Regions from separate parts of the Sus scrofa genome. Here regions 2 and 3 are each linked to region 1. The links are chromatin contacts, called in public Hi-C maps. All regions are on one chromosome and are shown on one strand. Each heading gives the region's core, a stretch centred on a gene start, on an enhancer-like site or on the middle of the called end of the contact. The rest is flanking DNA. Distances are from core to core; before and after follow the strand shown.

Evidence for each region. A called contact is a pair of places that touch in the nucleus more often than the background predicts.
Region 2: a Hi-C map of liver shows a contact between it and region 1, with 2.9 times the contacts expected there. The contact joins two enhancer-like sites. A contact is called at or near these places in 2 of 47 Hi-C or Micro-C datasets (liver and skeletal muscle) and 1 of 2 datasets of contacts at active chromatin or transcription factors (skeletal muscle).
Region 3: a Hi-C map of liver shows a contact between it and region 1, with 2.7 times the contacts expected there. The contact joins two enhancer-like sites. A contact is called at or near these places in 5 of 47 Hi-C or Micro-C datasets (brain, liver, omental adipose tissue and 1 more).

The regions. Positions count from the first base shown.
Region 1 is chr13:47,622,119-47,626,258 of Sscrofa11.1, forward strand. No RefSeq gene overlaps it. Among named protein-coding and RNA genes, the nearest start is that of MAGI1, 56 kb to the left of the region's middle. Within about 2 kb of position 2,248, at least 3 of the 83 cell types and tissues checked have an H3K27ac peak or open chromatin away from gene starts, as enhancers often do. A contact at or near this core is called in liver, where this site is marked.
Region 2 is chr13:47,468,632-47,472,922 of Sscrofa11.1, forward strand. The region is part of intron 1 of MAGI1 (membrane-associated guanylate kinase, WW and PDZ domain-containing protein 1); the gene reads right to left. Among named protein-coding and RNA genes, the nearest start is that of MAGI1, 97 kb to the right of the region's middle. Within about 2 kb of position 2,495, at least 8 of the 83 cell types and tissues checked have an H3K27ac peak or open chromatin away from gene starts, as enhancers often do. A contact at or near this core is called in liver, where this site is marked.
Region 3 is chr13:47,384,314-47,388,808 of Sscrofa11.1, forward strand. All of the region lies in intron 1 of MAGI1 (membrane-associated guanylate kinase, WW and PDZ domain-containing protein 1), which reads right to left. Among named protein-coding and RNA genes, the nearest start is that of MAGI1, 180 kb to the right of the region's middle. Within about 2 kb of position 2,353, at least 3 of the 83 cell types and tissues checked have an H3K27ac peak or open chromatin away from gene starts, as enhancers often do. A contact at or near this core is called in liver, where this site is marked.

The sequences.
Region 1 (4,140 bases), core at 998-3,497:
TTGTTGGCTTTTTTGCTATTGAGTTGTGTAAGTTGTTTGTATATTTTAGAGACTAAGCCCTTGTGAGTTGCATCACTTGAAACTATCTTCTCCCATTCTGTAAGTTGTCTTTTTGGTTTTTTTAAGGTTTCCATTGCTGTGCAAAAGCTTGTCAGTTTGATTATGTCCCATTTGTCATCAGAGAAATTGTAAGGTCCCATCCTGTCTGACATTCTGTAATTCCAAGAAGTTTCAATGAGGCAAAAGAAAGAAAAAAGCAAAACCCAGTTGAGATTTAATAAACTCTGTAATAAATTGATAGAAGAGCCACTGCGCTTTACCATGTCATTGTGTAACTTTGATGGAGGGTACTGTCTGTGTATCCAAGCTCATTACAGTGTCCTTTGTGTTAGCCCAAATGAAAAATAATTTCCTATTTCATAACAATTATCTCTTCTTCCTTGAGGAGGAAGCATATTTGATGGGAAAAGAAGGTTATCACTGATACAAAATAGTATTTAGAGCAGCAGGCTGCTGAGAGCTTCTGAATCATTTATATTGGAATGATTAGTAAATTCTTTATTTGAAAAACATGGCTAATTGGGATGGGTTTGGTGTGTAAGGATTTCTTTTGAAGAAAGCTCTGTTGAAAAACAGAACCAAGAGTTCCCAGTGTGGCTCGGCAGGTTAAGAATCCAACTAGTATCCATGAGAATGTGGGTTCCATTTCTGGCCTCATTCAGTGGGTTAAGGATCCAGCATTGCTTCAAGCTTTGGTGTAGGTTGCACATTCGGCTCTGCTCCGTTGTTGCTATGGCTGTGGTATAGGCCGGCAGTTGCAGCTCTGGGAACCTAGCTTCCACCTATAGCCCAGGATCTTCCACATGCCTGAGGTGCAGCCCTAAAAAGAAAAAAAGAAAGAAAAACAAAACCACTCCTCCCATTTGCCTCACCTCCCAGACACCAACCTGACCTTCTAAAGGTCATGTGTCAGTGTGGATGAAGGACAACAGTGAGTTTCAGTACTTAGAAATATGTATCATGTGCATCAGTCATTCACTGTGTGACTGTAGCAAAGCCTCTTTCCTCTTCTGTCGTGTGGTTCTATTATCTTAAAAGTGATCGGATTGGACTCTTCTATGCTGCATGTTAATTGATGCTCCCTCATAGAGGCTGTCTTCAACTTTGGGCTGAGAAAGACAATAGGACTTGAAGCAAGCTCAGAGGGAAGGAGGTGATCCATTAGTAATGTCTGCTCTGGGCAAAGGAACAGAAAGTGACAAAGTAAATTCCATTTGTTTGCAAATTTATGGACTTGGAGGCTCTCTGAGGACATGGATTTTTAAAAATGGTTCCTTTTGAAAACATTTATAAAGGGTTCTTCTTTTAAAAAAGAAAAAGCTTCTTCTTATAGGATAAAACAAAAGAAACAGACTGATAACTAGGTTTGCTATTGCTTTTCTGGAATCTTTTAAAAACTTCAAGTACATGTGTGTTTCTGGTACTTGACAGCAACATGCAGGGCAAGCTCTGAGGGAAAGAAAAATGTGCCTGGATTTAAAAGAAATTCAGTGTGAGATATCTGATAGGTCGAAAGTGATTTATGAAATGAGTTCTCTGTTTTGTTAGAACATAGAGTGTTGTTCCATTCAGGGGCCCTTGATATGAAACAGATGCCCAATCTATAAATCAGGCACCCTGCAGTAAGGAGATGGCATTTTTGTATAAATTATTGTGGATTCAGGAAGGAAAAGCATGGATGAACAAATTTTTATTGGCTTCTTGGCATAGAAGTTATTTTATCGGTCTTCCGTCTGGGGTGATCTTCCTCCACCCCTATTCTTCCTAGGGGATTGGTGATGAGGAAAGAGTTGAGAGTTCTTCTCTTTGACCTAACAAGTCCCTCCCCAGGTTTAACATGACCTTGTAGATAAATGCCTCTTTCCCAGCCTGTGGAGCCTGCACCACTTTGCATTCGGGTTCAGTTTCAAATGTAAATCCCAGAAAGGAAGGTGGATTAAAGTCTTCCATGGAGTTCAGAGAAGGAATATAGATGTAGTTTTCTTTTTCCCCTTTCAGGTCATTAAGTTCTTCCTTCAGTGGTCTAGTTTCTACTTTCCATTTTAAAAATGAAAATGTCATTGTTTGCATGCCTTGGCTTGGTTCTTTGAACATTTTTGACCCAGTCAGCTAATGATCATTCTCTTTGCAACTGAAAGCAGCAAGCTGGTTCATTTGTTCGTTGGTTCAGTAAAAAGTATGCCTTGAACTTCCTGACCGAGAGTAAACAATGCCTGGCCACCCAGGTTAAAGGGCAGTATACAACCTAGAACAGGGACATAGAGGTATTCAAAATGACAGAGAATTCAAATATGGGTTCTGACTTGAGAAATCCTTATTTGTTTTAGAAGATGTTAATTATTTTCTTTATTTTGATTGCACAGAGTTGGTCATATGTTCACATAGCTCAAAAAAAATAAAAATGAGATCAAGGAGTTCCCATCGTGGCGCAGTGGTTAACGAATCCGACTAGGAACCATGAGGTTGCAGGTTCGGTCCCTGCCCTTGCTCAGTGGGTTAACGATCCGGCATTGCCGTGAGCTGTGGTGTAGGTTGCAGACGCGGCTCGGATCCCGCGTTGCTGTGGCTCTGGCGTAGGCGGTGGCTGCAGCTCCGATTCGACCCCTAGCCTGGGAACCTCCATATGCCATGGAAGCGGCCCAAGAAATAGCAAAAAGACAAAAAAAAAAAAAAAAAAAAAAAAAAAGAGATCAGAAGAAGTCTTATTCTAACTCCTGATTCCACCTACCCAATTTCCACCTTCAGCCTTCTAAATGTAACCACTCTTTTTAATTTCTTGCATAGCCTTCTGGTGTTTATGTTTGTGCAGATATAAACAAATATAAGTAAATTCTTATTTACCTTCTCTTTACATAGACATTAGGAGACTCTATGTATTGTTTTGCATCCTGCCTCTTGCACTTTATAGTTGCCCTGAGATTTCCACAGGGCACAGAGAATTGCCTTCTCCTTTTTACAACTGTGTTATATTGTGTGGAAGCACCGAGGTTTATTCATCCACTCCTCTTTAGATGGACACTTGGGTATTTCCAGCCACTTGCTCATGCATGCACACAATTCTGCAATTAATAATGGGGTTTATCTGTCACTTTACTTCATGCTGGTTTAAGTACAGCAGTTAAAAAAAGAAAGAAAGAGAATTCGCAGGAGTGAAATTGTCGAGTAAAAAAGTAAATGCATTCATAATTTTGATAGGGATTGCTGATGAGCTCCCCAAAGTGTTGTGTACCATTTTGCTCTCTTGCCAGCAATGTGTGAGAGTGCCAAATCCCACTATTTATTACAGAGCATGTGTTGTACAATTTTTGAATTGAATTTTTGCCAACCCAATAGGTGAAAAATGATATCCTTATTTAGTTTTGACTTGCATTTTTCTTATTGTAAGTGAGGTCAAACATCTTTTCAAATGGGTGAGAGCCGTTTATATTTATTTTTCTGTAACCTATCAGTATTCCTGTCATATTTCTATTGCTTGGCTGATATTTTCTTCTTCACATTTCTAGGCAGATTTACTCTTATTGGTGATCATTTATTTTAAAGATCTGACCTAAGTCCTCTTTTTTTAAAATTCTTTATTTTTTTTCTTTTGTCATTTTTTTAGGGCCACACTTGCGGCACATGGAGGTTCCCAGGCTAGAGGTCCAGTCGGAGCTGTAGCCGCTGGCCTACGCCAGAGCCACAGCAACGCCGGATCTGAGCTGCATCTGTGACCTATACCACAGCTCATGGCAATGCTGGATCCTTAACCCACTGAACGAGGCCAGGGATCGAACCTGCAACCTCATGGTTCCTAGTTGGATTTGTTTCCACTGCGCCACAAAGGAAACTCCAGAGATCTGACCTAGGTCCTCTTTATATGTGCACTCATTTAATCTTCATCTCTAGCTTGAGAGTTGGATATTATCACCTTTTTTTTTTTGTCTTTTTAGAGCCACACCCATAACATATGGAGGTTCCCAGGCTAGGGGTCAAATCGGAGATGTAGCTGCTGGTCTACACCACAGCCACAGCAATGCCAGATCAGAGCTGCATCTGTGATCTACACCACAGCTCACCGCAAAGCTGGATCCTTAACCCACT
Region 2 (4,291 bases), core at 1,245-3,744, 150 kb before region 1:
TCTGATTCCACCCCTAGCCTGGGAAGTTCCAGATGGTGCAAGAACAGCCCTAGGAAGGAAGAAGGAAGGAGAAGGAGAACTGCACCCGCAGTTCCCAGGGCAGGGATCAAACCCGAGCAGTAACTGTGACCTACACCACAGCTGCAGCAATGCCAGATCCCAAACCCACAGTACCACAGTGGGAACTCCTATTTTTTTCCCATAATAACAGATTAGCATCACAAAGCTTAAAGAATCTTAGCTAATTTTTTTTTTCTGAAATGGAAAAAAGTAAGTCTCAGAGAGAAACATTCTTCATGACTCAGCCTACAAGTAAACCTGTGCTTAACTCAATGGAAGTGCTTAGGAATTCTTGCTCAACTCCATGAAGCACTTCTAGTTTCTTAATATCATTTAATGAAAAGTGATCCCAAATTTTCTCCCATAAAAGGAATGTACTAGTTGAATAAGTAAGATAGCTGAGACTGAAAGTGTTATATAAATGCTATTAGCTTTCAAAAATTTTTTTTTGGTTCATTCATCCATTTATACAGAAATCTATTCAACAAATATTTATATATTTATGTGCTAGGCACTGAACTAGGTACCAAATACATATATTTGAGTGGCAGTGGTTGGCGTTTTCTTCCCCCCACCCCCAGTTTAACTGAGATTATCATTGAGAAAAAATGTATTAGTTTAAGGTATACAGTAATAATAATGTGATATATGTATATATTATGAGTGATTACCACAATAAATTCTGCTATTATCAATCACATCTTCGGGTTTGAAATTATTTTAATAAAGTCTTTTAAATAAACAAAAATTTTAAGACCACGAAGGGAGCTGTTGGGATAGTCCATCTCTTCTCTGCAAAATACTTCTAGAAAGAACCACCAGTTCACAAAATGCAAAGCTATGTGTCTAAATTACTTACTCTTTGTAGCATCAGAGATTAATGGAAAATTGGGGGAATTATCCAAAAATAGGGAATTGGTTAGGTAATACAGAGACGGCCAGTTCTGCTGGGTAACATCAAAATGTATAATGGGTAAGTATGAATTATATACTGTTGGCACTCACTTGTTATACTGGGGATATTTATTATATGATATTGCTGCACTGAGGTGGGAAGTGTGGATTGGAAAATGGGAACTAAAATTGTCAGGTTACAATAGAAAAACTGAAAATAGTTGCTGTGTTAGAGCAGCAGTGCTCAAATGTGAGGTCAGACATGAACCTGCTGGAGAAGCCTATCTTAAAATGCAGGTTGTCTGGCCTCTCTCCCAGGTGTTCTGATTCTCAAAGCCAAGAGTGTGCCCAATAATCTGCATTTCTAACGACCACCCAGGAACTTCTGAAGCCAGTGGTCTACGGATCATAGATTCTTTCAATGAAAATTTACCAGGTACTTGGTATGTGCCAATTCCTGCTCTGGGTGCTTAAATGGAGCAGTGAGTAAGGCATGCTGGAGAAACAAGCATGAGGGTGGTAATAATATATTTTTTTTAATTCTTTAAAAGTAAAACAGTATTTCTCATAATTCAAGAGTCAGATTTTCCCTGCTGCAATTTATTTTTTACATAAAGGAAAAACACATTAGGTGGCTCTTTGGGGCTGACCCTAAGGTCAGCCTCTGGCGGGGACACTGGAAGGGTGTGGATGGAGTTGGCAGCCACCTGGGGAGGGCTCTTCAACGGAGGCTCCAGCATTTCCTGCCAGGCCTGTGTGCCCTCCCAGGGACTTCAGGATGATCACCAGAGGTCAGAAAGGGTGGTGATGAGAGGGAGCAAAAAAAAAAAAAATGTGTTAGCTCACTTCCCACGAAGCACCAGTCCAACTGGCAGAAACTGTAAGTCCTCCTCCGTCTCTTCCTGATTGCTGAGGCTGGCCTCTGAACTTCATGCAGGTAGAATTTGCTCTCTGCCTTTTCTGTGCTTTAACATTTATTTCCTGATTTGGAATATTAAAACTTTACTACATCCAGAAAGAATGTATATATATGTATGACTGGGTCACTTTGCTATACAGCAGAAATTGACACAACATTGTAAATCAATTGTACCCTAATTTAAAAAAAAAAAAAAAATGGGTGGTGGCTCCATGGTTAACGAACCTGACCAGTATCCATGAGGACGGAGGTTCAATCCTTGGCCTCACTCAGTGGGTTAAGGATCCAGGGTTGCCATGATCTGTGGTGTAGGTCACAGATGTGGCTCAGATCTAGAGTTGCTGTGGCTGTTGTATAGGCTGGCAGCTGTAGCTCCAATTCAACCCATAGCCTGGGAACCTCCATACGCTGCAGGTACAGCCCTAAAAAGACAAAAGACAAAAAAAAAAAAAAAAAAAATTTACCACACTCTATTTTTTGGTCCTCTCCTCCCTCCCCTTTGGGCCCAAATGTCAGCACGTTTCTCCAGGTTAGAGAAAGCCAGAGCCAAGGACAGAATGAAATTCAGCTTAGGCGGGTACAGCCAGGAGTGGGAACAGCTCAATCCTATTTGTCTTGGCAAGGCGTTCAGTAAGCTGTTGGTTATGTCATTTGCCCACAAGTAGGCAGACCTCGATGTTTTGCAGTCATCCATTACCCAAAAATGGTATCATGAACACACACACACACACACACACCCAGCAGTACACTGCTTCTCCGGTCCCCTCACCCCCCCTCATCTCCCCAACCGGCACAGACTCCAGAAGCAGGGCTGGACACAAGGGAATGACAAGCAGGAAAGATACAATCCACACTGAACCAAACACATAAAATTTTAAATACTCCAGTAGTTTTTCACCTACAAAGAAAGTACAGGGAAATGTGGCTGGCTGGGGGATTTGATCCAGCTAATAAGTTGATAGGACACACTTTGGAAGTTAAATCTAAAATGACAAAACCAGAAAGCCGAGGAGTTCGCACAATTCCACTGCTGAAGTGTTTCATCGCAGGTATTTTATTTGAATTAATTTCAATTTACAGCTAAATGTCAAGGAAAATTGGTTTGTTTTCTATATTGCATTATGTGTTGTACCCTAAGGCCTTCAGGCCCTGAGTAACTTATAAATAAGTAACATTTTCTCCTGATTGTTATGTAAAATCATTCCCCAGCTTGTGCTTCCTGCAGTCCCTAAAGGAAACAGAATCCCAATGTTACAAGAGAATAAGATCTATAAACCATAGCAAACAGTTCCTGAAAGCAGACCAACAAAATGCTAAGAGAGTAGGCCTCTGTCCCTTTATATTTATGGTTGTATCCATACGGAGGCTGGGATTCAAATTTGTAAAACCCCAAACAGACCTGCAAGGTATAACTAGTCTCCACTCCTAGAAAAATCATATGATTAACCTAAGAAGAGGAAAGAATAAACAACAGCATTGCTCTAGATTTCAGCTTCAGAAAAATGGTAAGGATTAAAAAATCCTGTACTTTTATCTTAAAACCATCAAATGAGCACAATGAGGCAAGCTACCACGAAACTGTTATGATCAAATGTCACTAATTATAAGTGACACTTCTCTGATTACCTACTGAAGCTTTTAAGTGAAAGCTGGAATCAGCAGTACCTTTTTGTCCTGTATACTCTGACAGTGTTGAACTTCAAGGCCAAGGCAAGGAGTCCAGTTCAAGACATGCCTCCTCTTTTTGGTGACCCTTTTGTATTCCAAGAAAGGGCTAACAGCAAAGGGCCACTCAGCCTTGGAATATTCTGAGCTAAGACCCAACTGGACCTTCTCAAATGATTCTCCTGTTTTATCAGAGTTTCTCTCTCTACCTTGTGACTTTGCTCATTAATGAAAGTTTTCTCTACTGCAACAGCCTGAATAAAATGCCCACTACATTTGCCCTTTTACTATAATAATGTCCAAACTGCTCAAGTAGAGCTATGGTAAACCTTGAAATGGGATTGAAAGTACCTGGCGAGCTCATTAAACTACAGTTTGTGTTAAACCCAAGGGCCTGGAAATTCTTGGAAAGTTCAGTAAGGGCTGACTCAAAAAAAAAAAAAACCAAAACCCCTGTTTGAATTTTGGAAGTCTTTCTTTTATAAGGACACAACTCAAACAGGCTTGGCTGATTCAAAAAATTTGTGAAACAAATCATTATGTCACAAGCGAAGACATTTATCTTCAACTCACGGATTTCAAAAGCCATAGAGGCCTAGGAAGTAGGCAACTACTGAAATGACATAAAATTTAAACTGCTTGAAATTGCTTTCACAATTTAAACTCTGTTTTGATTTTAGCATCATTAACTCTCTTAGCCATCATTTAAGAAACAAACTACGAGGCATGAAGATGCTGCTGCCCATACACTAT
Region 3 (4,495 bases), core at 1,103-3,602, 240 kb before region 1:
TCTTGTATAGCCCCTCACTCATTCTTTCACTCACTCATGCAACAGAGAGTCACTGGGACCTGGGAACTTCTCATGGGTCAGGAAGCCCTGGTTCAGCACAAAAAATTAGATCGTAAGTGTGTATACACACATGTGAGTGCATATGCACACGTACACCCACCCCCGCCACACACACACGTCCTCCCTCTGCTCTTCTAGAGCTTACTGACTGTAGTGATGTCCAAAAGAATTTTCTGCAGTGATGGAAATATTTTAGATCTGAGCTGTCCTACATGGCAGTCGTACATGGTTACTGACCACCTGAAAGGTGGCTATTGTGTTGGAGGGACTGAGTTTTTTTTTTTAATTTTCAATCATTTGTATTTCTTCTTTCTTTTTTCTTTTTTTGCTTTTTAGGGCCACACCCATGGCATATGGAGGTTCCCAGGCTAGGGGTCAAATCGGAGCTACAGCTGCCAGCCTACACCATAGCCACACATCTGAGCTGCGTCTACGACCTACACCACCACTCACAGCAATGCCGAATCCCAACCCACTGAGTGAGGCCAAGGATGGAACTTGCACCGTCATGGATGCTAGTCAGATTCACTTCCACTGTGCAATGGGAACTCCCCCATTTGTCTTCCAATTTAAACAGCCACTCATGGCTATTGGCTACCACCTTGGGTAGTACAGAAATTGACAGATGCAGCTCTCAGGTCAGGGAGAAGAAAAAGAAAAGCAAGTAGAATTGAAGACCCCAGAGGAACGGAATGCAGGACTTACATCAACACCCTTCTATATAGTCAACTTTCTGTACAGACTAAATATCGCATATGTTCCATGCCTACCTCCTCCTACCCTATAATATGCCCTCTCAGGTGGCAGAAGTTAAAAACAAACGGCAGATGGTGGCAAACACTCAAGGTCCTATTCGATCACGTATCTACCGAAGCACTGAGTCAATGAACTCAGGTGCCCAATCCAATTTAGTCCAAACTGCATGCTGCCTGATGCAGTTTCCTTCTCACACATCCCTGCACACAGAATAACAAGGTCACCTTCACATAGAGTGACAGAAATGCTGCAGCGCTACAGAAAACAAGGAATCGAGGAGAACACACCAAGCTATGCTCCTCTCTATGGTGAAGTATTTCAGATGAATAAGGGAGAATATCAAGTACTAAACCTTCGTCTCAACAGTCCAGTTTCCAGAGGTCAACTTGCCTCTACCATAAGATGCACAGAGCACATTAGTCTCAACCTGATCTGAAAGCTGGAAAGTTCTCCCCATTGTGTTAATGGAAGCAAATTTAGGTCCCTAAGTTAGTTAACCCTAACCCTAAGTTTGCTAGGCAGCAAAGCCAATCTACTGATGCCACTTTGTGGTAAAGGCAAGTACAGTGTTTATTGCAGGCATCAAACAAAGAGAATGGGCAGCTCACGCTCAAAAGAATTGAAGGGTTCTTTTAATGGAAAAGTTTTTAAAGGCAACATCTGGGGTGAGGGTGCAGCTCATGGACTTTGTTCTGATTGGTTTGTGGTGAGGTAACAGGATGATGATTCAGGAATCTTCATCATCAACCTTCTGGTTCCAACCAATCTGAGCTCTATGTGCTGTAATCTGCATGTAGTCACCATCCACCACCTGGGTAGGTGGAGTTCTTAGTTTCTACAGAACAACTCAAAGATACACAACAAATTCTTTAAAACATCCATCCCTTGAGGAGGAACCAGGACTCTGTTTTATTGCTGAACTATTGTTTAAGCTATTATCACTTTCCTTGCTTGACTGTTTTTCCGTGGTTTCTGCATGCCCTTACTTCCCTAATTAGTAACGGCTTGCCTCTGCTCTTTGGAACTCATCTAAGGCCTAGGAAAAACAGTGGACATGAAAGGACCCCACAGAGCCCTGCTGGGGTTCAATCCCCCTTTGTTTGATACTCCTCAATTCCGAGGGGAATAGGGTTTGGGACAAGAGAAGGAATAGGTTTAGATAGAGAGATTAATCCTCAACACAGCAGGGGAACTTGTGGCTCCCCTGTTTCCACTGCGGCCAGCAGCATGGAGGAACAGTACCTTCTCTTCTCTGGGAGTCCTAACATGTGCTCAAGTTCACAGGATGCCTAATGGAAGGGGACCTCCAGTTTCCTGTGGAGCCAGACTTCCTTTTCTCTTAATGGAGTGACATATGAAAAATTGTCAACAAGTCTCCCCAAAATGCAGGAACCACATGAAAATCAATAAAACCTGACTGCCCTGTTCATTTGATGGGAGTCAGCCAGACCAAACGGAGGTAATGGGGCTTAGCGGGGCTCACGGCCACTGCAGGCATGCAAGCAGACCTGGCAGAAAGGCAGTCCTTATTTCTCAATGGGAGTTGGCCTTTGCTCTTAGGGTCAGTTGCTAGAATCATGGTCAGCAGTGCTCACAACAGGAAATAGAGCTGGTCTTTATGAGGAGTGGAAAAACAGTTTCCTGGAGCGAGGAAACACAGGAGGCACAGAATCTGAGACTGAGATTTTAGGAATCATCCAAACCCAAAAAGGAAGCCAAGTAATCTATGGTTTCTGGTGTATCTTCTTTTTCACATTTTTAACAACTCTAAAAATTGATGAAACTGTGTAATTATCACCCGAGGATGGTTTGCAAATCAGAATGCTTTCATATGTATTTTCTAATTTACAAAGGTTGATCTTCGCACAATTCCAACCAGAACAGAGATCTTGGAACCCACTGCAAATGGGAGAAAATGGGAGTCAAGGATCCTGCCAGATCAGAGTCCAGGGCCTCTGACATCCACCAGGGATGTGCTGCAGGGAGCTGATCAGCAAGGCTGTGCGTTATAGCTCTTCTGTCCAGCATTTCACTGAAGGAAAAATCAGAAGGGTAGCAGAATTTACCACCCCAAAATATGCCTCTTTGGAAAAAAGACTATTTTAGGCTGAGCACTTTAAGAAGCAGCAGACATGGGTGAAGCTCTGAAAACGGAGTTAACCTTTTTTAAGAGACATTTTACATGGATAAAGGACATCTCCATTTGTAAGGATTTCTTTCCATGTGTGACAGGAAAAGGAGGATGGCTGGAACTCCAGGAACACTTATCAAGGGAGAATCAGACTTAAAACTGCCTAACAACCATACCCTCATTTACAATGGTCCCAGTTAATTTGACTCCCCTGCCCACACTATGTCCAACATCTTCTTCTGTTTTTAGCTGGAGAAGGTATTTAAGGGATTACTTAGGTTATTTCAGGAAATTTTATTCAGGTTTCCCAGGTCTCTCTCATGTATACAAGAAGCATAGATGCTATTAAACTTCTGTTTGTTTTCTCCCTGTTAATTTGTCATTTATTAATGAGTGTCTCAGCCAAAACCTACAAAGCTGGAAGTAACGTTATTTTCCTTCCACTACAAAGCGGGGGGGGGGGAGGGGGGGCACCTAAAATGCCTTTCTTGAAATCCTAAAAATGCAATGCACTAGGAAGCTGGTTAGGTGGTGCTATAGTCTGCCGGACTAGGGATGGGACAGCCACAGGTGCGTCCTGCTTTACCTGCATTCCATTCTTTGCAAGAGGGACACACTGAAAATATCCCTCAAGCATTTAAAAGGAAATAGGAAGGGAAGGAAGGAGAGAAAAAATAGGCCAAGCTACACCACATTTCTGCTATTAAGTAAAAATTCATAAAAACCTCCTATTTTCAACTGTATTAAATCTAAAGCGGTGATAACAAATATAATATTTTAATAATGGTAAGCTTAAATGTAATCATTACCAAGGAACAAAAATTTGTGACAAATTGAAGCTTCCAAATGACTTCAGAGAGAACTCATTACTCTATGAGTTAACATGATACGAAGGGATATTATAATTTATAGAGCTAACCAGTGTGATTAGCAATAAGAAAGTGCCGTGCCTCACATCAACAACATGAGCGAGTTGTTATGGAGACAATACACCGGTGGGTCTCTGCTGCAGTCAACTAATTTTTAATCTTGAGGATTTGTGACTCTGCTTGGCTGGATCCTGCTATTAATCAACATGAACAGATGATAAACAGGAGTTTCAAAGTTCTAAAAGGAGATCAACGAAATCATTGCTTCTTCCCAGCAGGAACTGAACATTCCTTGACCTCAAATTCCGTTCTTCTCTTTATCTCTTTATGGGATATAACTGTGAATATCTCTTCTGGTAAGAAAAAAGGGGCCATGGAGTAGCATTATGATGCTAAAACTGTCCTCTGTAAACACACCTCAGGCCTGCTCTTGCCACCAAGAAACTCCTCCTGTGTTTGATGACATGGTATATGAAACAACACTGCACTTTTCAGTGTTTACACAAATAATCTCCAACTACACATACATGGAAATCAGAATAAATCAAATCCTATATTCTCAGTGACTTTCTTTCTTTTTTTTTTTAATTTTTATTTTTCTTTTTATAGCCATACCAGTAGCACATGGAAGTTCCAAGGCCAGGAGTCGAGTAAGAGCTGCAGCTGGTGTACACCACAG